Linked DNA regions of Mus musculus: region 2 is linked to region 1. The links are chromatin contacts, called in public Hi-C maps. All regions are on one chromosome and are shown on one strand. Each heading gives the region's core, a stretch centred on a gene start, on an enhancer-like site or on the middle of the called end of the contact. The rest is flanking DNA. Distances are from core to core; before and after follow the strand shown.

Evidence for each region. A called contact is a pair of places that touch in the nucleus more often than the background predicts.
Region 2: a contact with region 1 is called in a Hi-C map of CD8 T cells, with 2.1 times the contacts expected there. The contact joins two enhancer-like sites. A contact is called at or near these places in 13 of 484 Hi-C or Micro-C datasets (CD8 T cells, the F1.1 cell line, the HL-1 cell line and 6 more).

Annotation. Positions count from the first base shown.
Region 1 is chr6:43,351,618-43,355,606 of GRCm38.p6, reverse strand. The region is part of intron 8 of Tpk1 (thiamine pyrophosphokinase); the gene reads left to right. Among named protein-coding and RNA genes, the nearest start is that of Gm35113, 27 kb to the left of the region's middle. Within about 2 kb of position 2,001, at least 25 of the 459 cell types and tissues checked have an H3K27ac peak or open chromatin away from gene starts, as enhancers often do. A contact at or near this core is called in CD8 T cells, where this site is marked.
Region 2 is chr6:43,418,294-43,422,105 of GRCm38.p6, reverse strand. The region is part of intron 8 of Tpk1 (thiamine pyrophosphokinase); the gene reads left to right. It overlaps Gm38800 (a long non-coding RNA gene), which reads right to left. Exons shown (of 5, transcript XR_003956426.1): 4 at 3,609-3,761; 5 at 1,681-2,188. Among named protein-coding and RNA genes, the nearest start is that of Gm38800, 8.1 kb to the right of the region's middle. Within about 2 kb of position 1,540, at least 12 of the 459 cell types and tissues checked have an H3K27ac peak or open chromatin away from gene starts, as enhancers often do. A contact at or near this core is called in CD8 T cells, where this site is marked.

The DNA.
Region 1 (3,989 bases), core at 752-3,251:
GTCGATCAGTGCTCTCTGTGCACACAATGAAGATTTCCAGGCAGTTTTTGTCAGCTTAACCCAAATAATTAATGCAAAGTGGTCACATTTTATGGACATGGACTATCCTTTTTGTCCTATAAACCCAATAGTCTTTTCTTTATTTCTAAAAAGGAGCTCTAATTATCTCCTTAACTTCTGGAGAGCCTGCCCTGAATAGAATACACTATTGATGTAACATATTGGGGAATATGTTTTAACAAAGAATTATGTTTTTTGCTTATTTTAGGCAGATCTAAGCATTGGAAGGTATTGATCTTGGAAGAGAGATTCAAACTGATATAATTAGTCGTGATTCCAACAAATAGCAGAACTTCTCTGGTGTAATTGTGTTTTGGGATAGCAGGCTGAGTAGAAGTAAGAATTAAAATTAATTAATTAGTGATTGAGCATCTGAAGCCCCAGGCACCCGCCAGGCCTCTTGCAGGGTTGCATGGATGTGTGACGGCTAAGTGCACAGATGAGTGGAGGAGGCTTGCAGCCACTGAGAGGTGAAGGGGAGTGCCTTCCTTGCTTTCATGCATGAAGATTCCTTGTTAGGCTGAAAGGGGCTGAGTGCTGGCCTCAGGAAACCTCCAGTGGTCAGAGTTTGGGGAGATAAGGTTCAGAGGGAACGCCCACTGTGACGATTATCAGAGGCCAGCATAAGGGTAAGTTTCACTTACCATTGTCACAGCGTAGGGGGTTCTTCTGGAAAATGCAGGTTAATATCAAGACCCTTTTACATCAGAGTGTAAGCAAAGGTTGCGCTTGGACAGCTTCAGTGTGCCGACAGCAGGTTCATCCATTGCTTCATCCCAGGCTGTGTGCTTACTCTGCTGGAGCTCCTCTCAGAGGCTGACTCTGGTACTCAACCTCTGTCTGAATCAGACAAATTTTCTTCAATTCAGAATGGCCTTAGTGCAAAGCAGTCAGAAGCTGTGTGGTTGACTTGACTTAGCGTATGCAGACACAGGCGAAAAGAGGGCAGTGCTTCCATGCTAGCCCATGGCCTTGCTACCTCCAGTCTCCTGAGGACCAGTACATCTTCCCACATTCGCACTGCCCCCAAAGTATACATCGATAGGACAGAGGTACTCAGACCGTATGAATACATGTGTCCAATTGCTTTTTTTCAAGTGTTTTAAATATTAGACCTACTTTAAAAAAATGATGTGTTTTCTTTAATTGACATGACTGTTTGCTTTGCTGAACCAGAGAAGTCTCTCCACTAGTTAGGGGGTTCATGACATGATTTTGAAGTGTCCTGGCAGCTAATTTCTTCACCAACCACAATTAGTACTTATCTGTTTCATTATTCATTTTTTGATTCAGGTCAAGCATTTTGAAGCAAAAAGTAATACATTGTACTTCATCCCTCCTTAGCACCAGCTCAGGAGGCACGGAGCCACTGTTTGTCCTTTTCTTACTGATGCTGCTTGATCATTGATCATCTGCCTAAGATCTGAAGGTCCCGGGATCTGGCTGTTCCCTTTGTTCTTCTGAAATTGACAACAACACAGGAGTGGCACTTTGATACTGTGATCATCCGCTTGCCAACATCATTTCAGCTGGTGACTTAACACTAATGGTTTCGCCTGACCCAGTTATTACACTGCTTGCTGCAAAATAGTGACTTTCTATCACTCTTCCTTAGAGTTAACATTCTACTGTAAAGAGAATTTCTTCTCTCCTCCTGTTTTTGGAGCTTCTTTATTAAATGTATTGTTATGCATTTCCCTAAACATTCTTTTCTACCTCAAATCGCCCCAGCTACTCTGTCCTTGCGACATGTCTAAACAGGTTTTTGGATCATTTTCTTATTTTTGGAACAGGATGCTTCAGGCTCATTGGGTACTTTTTAATGCCCTGAACTAAGATTCTAAATAGTCAGCATCTAATGCCAAGTGCGTTCTACGGAGGGAACCACATCCTTTTCAACCAGACAAACCACTGTTAACTTAGTCACTGTAGGGTGGAGAATGAGTAATACAGGCTAAGGCAGGACCTGTGAAATCAGTCTGTGTGCATCCAATTTGCAGACTTCCTTGGGGGTGGGGGGGAAGAATCCAAAATTTTCCATAAAAATGGGAGATGTTGACTTACTCAAGGAACAGACAGCTCTAGAGAATGGCTGGCAAGTAGGTAAGAAATAGCCAGGTAATAGAGAGTCCTAACTGCTACGCCAAGATGTGTGGCTAGGTCAAGGGAGGGGTTTTGCTTTTCTTCATTGGATAGCTCTCCCTGTTGCAGTTAGACTCCAGCATCAGGTATTCTTTCCCATAGGGTTGGCTTGATCAGATGTGAGGGAGAGGAGAAGGAATAGACAGTGCCTTAAAAGGAGTACACGTAAAACCATCCAGTGGAAAAAAAGACAGCATTTTCAACAAATGGTACTGGCTCAACTGGTGGTTAGCATGTAGAAGAATTCGAATTGATCCATTCTTAACTCCTTGTACAAAGCTCAAGTCTAAGTAGATCAAGGAACTTCACATAAAACCAGAGACACTGAAACTTACAGAGGAAAAGGTGGGGAAGAGCCTCGAAGATATGGACACAGGGGAAAAATTCCTAAACAGAATACCAGTGGCTTGTGCTGTAAGATCAAGAATTGACAAATGGGACCTCATAAAATTGCAAAGCTTCTGTAAGGCAAAGGGCGCTGTCAATAAGACCAAAAGGCAACCACCAGATTGGGAAAAGATCTATACCAATCCTAAATCCGATGGGGTGGGAGCTAATATCCAATATATATATATATATATATATATATATATATATATATATATATATAGTATTCAAGGAGTTGGACTCCAGAAAACCAAACAACCATATTTTTAAAAATGGGGTACGGAGCTAACCAAAGAATTCTCAATTGAGGAATACTGAATGATTGAGAAGCACCTGAAAAAATGTTCGACATCCTTAATCATCAGGGAAATAAAAATCAAAACAACCCTGAGATTCCACCTCACACCAGTCAGAATGGCTAAGATCAAAAACTCAGGTGACAGCAGATGCTGGCAAGGATGTGGAGAAAGAGGAACACTCCTCCATTGCTGGTGGGACTGCAAGCTTGTACAACCACTCTAGAAATCAGTTTGGCGGTTCCTCAGAAAATTGGATATAGTTATACTGGAAGATCCAGCAATACCACTCCTGGGCATATACCCAGAAGATGCTCCAACATGTAATAAGGACACATGCTCCACTATGTTCATAGCAGCCTTATTTATAATAGCCAGAAGCTGGAAAGAACCCAGATGCCCCTCAACAGAGGAATGGATACAGAAAATGTGGTACATTTACACAATGGAGTACTACTCAGCTATTAAAAACAATGAATTTATGAAATTCTTAGACAAATGGATGGATCTGGAAGATATCATCCTGAGTGAGGTAACCCAATCACAAAAGAACACACATGATATGCACTCACTAATAAGTGGATATCAGTCCAGAAACTTAGAATACCCAAGATACAATTTGCAAAACACATGAAACTCAAGAAGAAGGAAGACCAAAGTGTGGCTACTTTGATCCTTCTTAGAAGGGAGAACAAAATACCCATGGAAGGAGTTACAGATACAAAATTCGGAGCTGAGACTGAAAGGAAGGACCATCCAGAGACTGCCCGACCTGGGGATCCATTCCATAAACAACCATCAAACCCAGACACTATTGTGGATGCCAACAAGATTTTGCTGGCAGGACCCTGCTATAGCTGTCTCTTGTGAGGCTATGCCAGTGCCTGGCAAATACAGAAGTGGATGCTCACAGTCATCTATTGGACGGAACACAGGATCCCCAATAAAGGAGCTAGAGAAAGTACCCAAGGAGCTGAAGGGGTCTACAGCCCTATAGGAGAAACAACAATGTGAACTAACCAGAACCCCCAGAGCTCATGTCTCTAGCTGCATATGTAGCAGAAGAGATGGGAGGAGAGGCCCTTGGTCATTTGAAGATTCTGT
Region 2 (3,812 bases), core at 291-2,790, 67 kb before region 1:
AGTCCATATGGTAATGGAAGTCCTAAGTCCATGTGTACTTGCCTGAGGTCATTAGAATATCCTCCATCCTCCAGCTCTCACAGCATTATGCACATTCCTGACTTTGAAGAATAATGCTTTCTTGGAAGGATATAATGTTTGATCTTGCCTAAATACAATATGCCATTATTCATTTGTGTGGTAACAGGTTGCTTCAAGTTTTAAAATAATTGTTGTCTCTACATATTTATGATAATAAATGAAAAATGCATGATGGGATAGGCACATTTGTAATGCAGAGAAATGCAAATCAAAACCACTTTGAGATTTCCTATTACACCTATCAGAATGCCCAAAACCACTAAAACAAATGACAGCTCATGCTGGCAAAGATATAGTAAAAGAAAAACTCATTCATGGCTGGTGGAACTGCAGACTTGTACAGACTCCATGGAAATCAGTCTGGCCATTCTTCAGGATGCTGGGATTCGATCTACCTCGAGGTCTGCCTATATTATTCCTGGGCCTATATCCAAAGGATTCTTAATCCCACCACAAAAACACTTGTTCAATCATGTTCCTTGCTGCTGTCTCCATAATATCCAGAAATTGGAAGCAGCATAGATTTCTGTCAGAAGATGAATGGGTAAAGAAAATGTGGCACATTTACACAATACAGTTTTACTCAACTGCTAAAGAAAAAATAAAATCATGACATTTGTAGGCACATGTATTGACTTAGGAAAAAAAATCATTTTGAGTAAGGTAACCCATATCCAGAGTGACAAACACAGTTTTATTCCCTTATATGTAGATTTTAGCTGTTAAGTCAGTGATAACCACACTACAATCTGTAGAACCGTAGGTGTTATGTATGGAGTAAGGGACTAGGAGGTGATAGATATCTCCTTAGGAAAGGGAAATAGAGTACATAGTTATGAATGGACAAGGTGGGGACAGGAACAGGAGGATCAAATGTGGAAGGAGAGGGAAGAGGGGAAGAAGGAAGAAGTACACGGAGAAACAGCTAGTGTTAAGGGCCATTTGAAGGGCTGTATGGAAAACTAATACAAGCTTCCTAAAACATATTAGTGTATGAAAGAAATGTAAATAGAATTGCCAAATGACAGAAGAGATGAAGCCCCAACCAGACATTTCTCATCACCAAATGAAGCTTCCAGTGTCAGAAATGGCTATGTCTAATCCAGTTGTTGTCCAAAGGGGCCTCATGGAAACCCCGAACAACCCAGGCTATTGCCAAGGCTATTGGATATTCTCCACAGAATGACAGCTTAAGGAAGCAAGGTCCTCTAAACACGGCAGGACTGACACAGATATAAACTCTCATAGAGTGTGACAGCATGCAAAGAGCCTGCAGGGAATCTGACCCAGATGTGTCCCAGTGCTGAAAGAAACACAGCCCCTCCCCCTCCCAGCCTAGTAGATACTTCCAACTAATAACTACCCACAAAGGAAAAAATCAATTTCCTCAAGGGAGTCTCACTGGGGATACAAACTACTCGTAAAGCCAGTCCCCATGCTCAGCGGTAGATGACTAATACAACGGAGGTTTTTACATTTCTGTTATGACTTCCAGTTTTGTTTTTAGTGACTCCTCTGTGTATGGAACATGTGTGTTGTTGCTACTCTAGTTGGTGGTGTGAACCTCGGAGAAGGGACCTAAAAGTGAGTCAGACTGAATTTCCATGTAGTAGCCAACTTTATTGGGAGCATCAAACAGTATTATCCTCTGCGGGTAAGAAGAGTCAGCTGAGTGAAGTATACAATCACAAGGACAAGCCCCACAGGGCAAAACCGCGCTTTTCCATAGAGGCATCTGCTCCACCTGAAGCAGCACAAAAGCACAGTTCAGCAACAGTTCTGTAGTTTGAGGAAACTGAGGTCATAAGATGCTTGCCTTGTTTTCTTGTAGTTTTATCACTAGCACTCAGATTTCTCATATAACTCCATTCCTGGACTCTGTTATAACTGGATCCATCTACATAGGTATCTTGTGCTTTTTCCTTAGTGCTTTTTCTTCAGTTTGTTTGTCTTGTCATATTATAACTTATTATTATTCCTTAGATACCAGGGTGTTTTCCAAGGAGAGACAGATAGGATGTGGATTCTGATGGGAGGAGAGGTGGCAAGCGATTCAGAGGACTTGGAGGAAGGGAACCATAATCAGAATATATTGTATGAAGAAAATCTATTTTTAATAAAAGAAAGATAAAAAATAAATGTAAATAAAAGATAAATATAATGGATTGTACATGTTAGGTTGAGTCAACGTTAATAAATCAAATAACAGAAATTTTTCACTCCTCAAACTGCTTGTTGCCATGAAATCTTTTAGAAGCTGTTGAAGTAGAGAGAAGCCTCCCTGAATATCCTTGAGTGCCTGAGAAGGCCTGGTCTGGACAACCTGATTCTATAGCACATTGAGCCTATTCTTGATTGTGGTTATTTTGTAGCTTGGGTATTTTGTGTTTTAAATGCTGACTATGGTTCCTACTTAAATAAGTCACACATCTTCTCAGTACAAACAAAATGAGTTATTATTGCATGTTCTATTAGAAGGTGTATTTCAGCAGCCCTGAACAGTGATGTATCTGTTGTTTAACTCTCCTTTGGACTGCTGGTTTTATTTACTAGTTTGGTCATTAATAATAGAAATAAAATACTTTATGTTTTTTATTCTATTTTAACTTTTTAACCTCTTAAAATTATTCAGTAACACAGTATAGTAGTGCTGCCACTTATAATATTTAAAAAATCATAACTTGTTATGATCTTTTATTTAAAAGCAAACAAACAAAAACCTGTGCTAGGACTGTGGAGATAGCTCCTTTAGTAAAGTGCCACACAGGCATGCTTATAACCAGCAGTTTGGGGGAGGTGAGGATAGACAGAGCCTGGAGTTTGTTGTCAAGCCTGTCTAACATAATTGGTAAGTCAGTAAAAAAGGCTGAAAAACAAGACATGATGTTTGCCATGTGCACATACTTGCATACGTACAAATATGCTTATACATATATATATAACCTACATATACCGACAACAATTGCACACAGATATAAACTACACACATTTTTTAAAGAATATTTTTGCCTACCCCAATGTCATAAATATTCACTCCTATGTTGCTATTTATAGGATTTTACCTTCAGGTTCTGAGTATCTACTTTTTATTAATTTTAGAAGTGATATGAGGTAATAATATGAGTACGTGTGTTGGCTCTTATAAAGAAATCAGCTGTGATTCCCCTAGGGATTGTCTGGATTCTATAAACCACGTTGTAGAGGATCACCATCTCATCACTGTCACATCATCTAAGCTGTGAGCACTGCCTGCTTTTCACTTATTCAGCTCGTTAAACATTTTGGGCTACATAAAGATGATATCACTGCATTAGTTAACAGCCCTTTTGTTTCATTAATTCCTAAGTATTGTTCTGGTTTTATGCTGTTGTGACAGAATTATTGTGATTTCATTTCATATGTATCAAATGTGAATCAATTGATTTCATGTTCCATAGCTGTATTAATCAGGGTTCGCTACAATAACAGAGCTTATAGAATGAGTCCCACTATATATCCATATATATGAGAGTTATTAGAGTGCTTACAGGCTGTGGTTCAGCTAATTCAACAATGGCCACCTGTGAAGAGAAGGTCCAAGAATCCAATAGTTGTTCTGTCCTCAAGGGAGAATATCTCAGCTAGTTTCCAGTATACTGTAGAAGTGAACTCTAATACCAATGAAGGGATGGACTTGTTAGCTAGAGAAAGAACAAGCAAAGAGTGAACTTCCTTTTCCATGTCCTTTATAT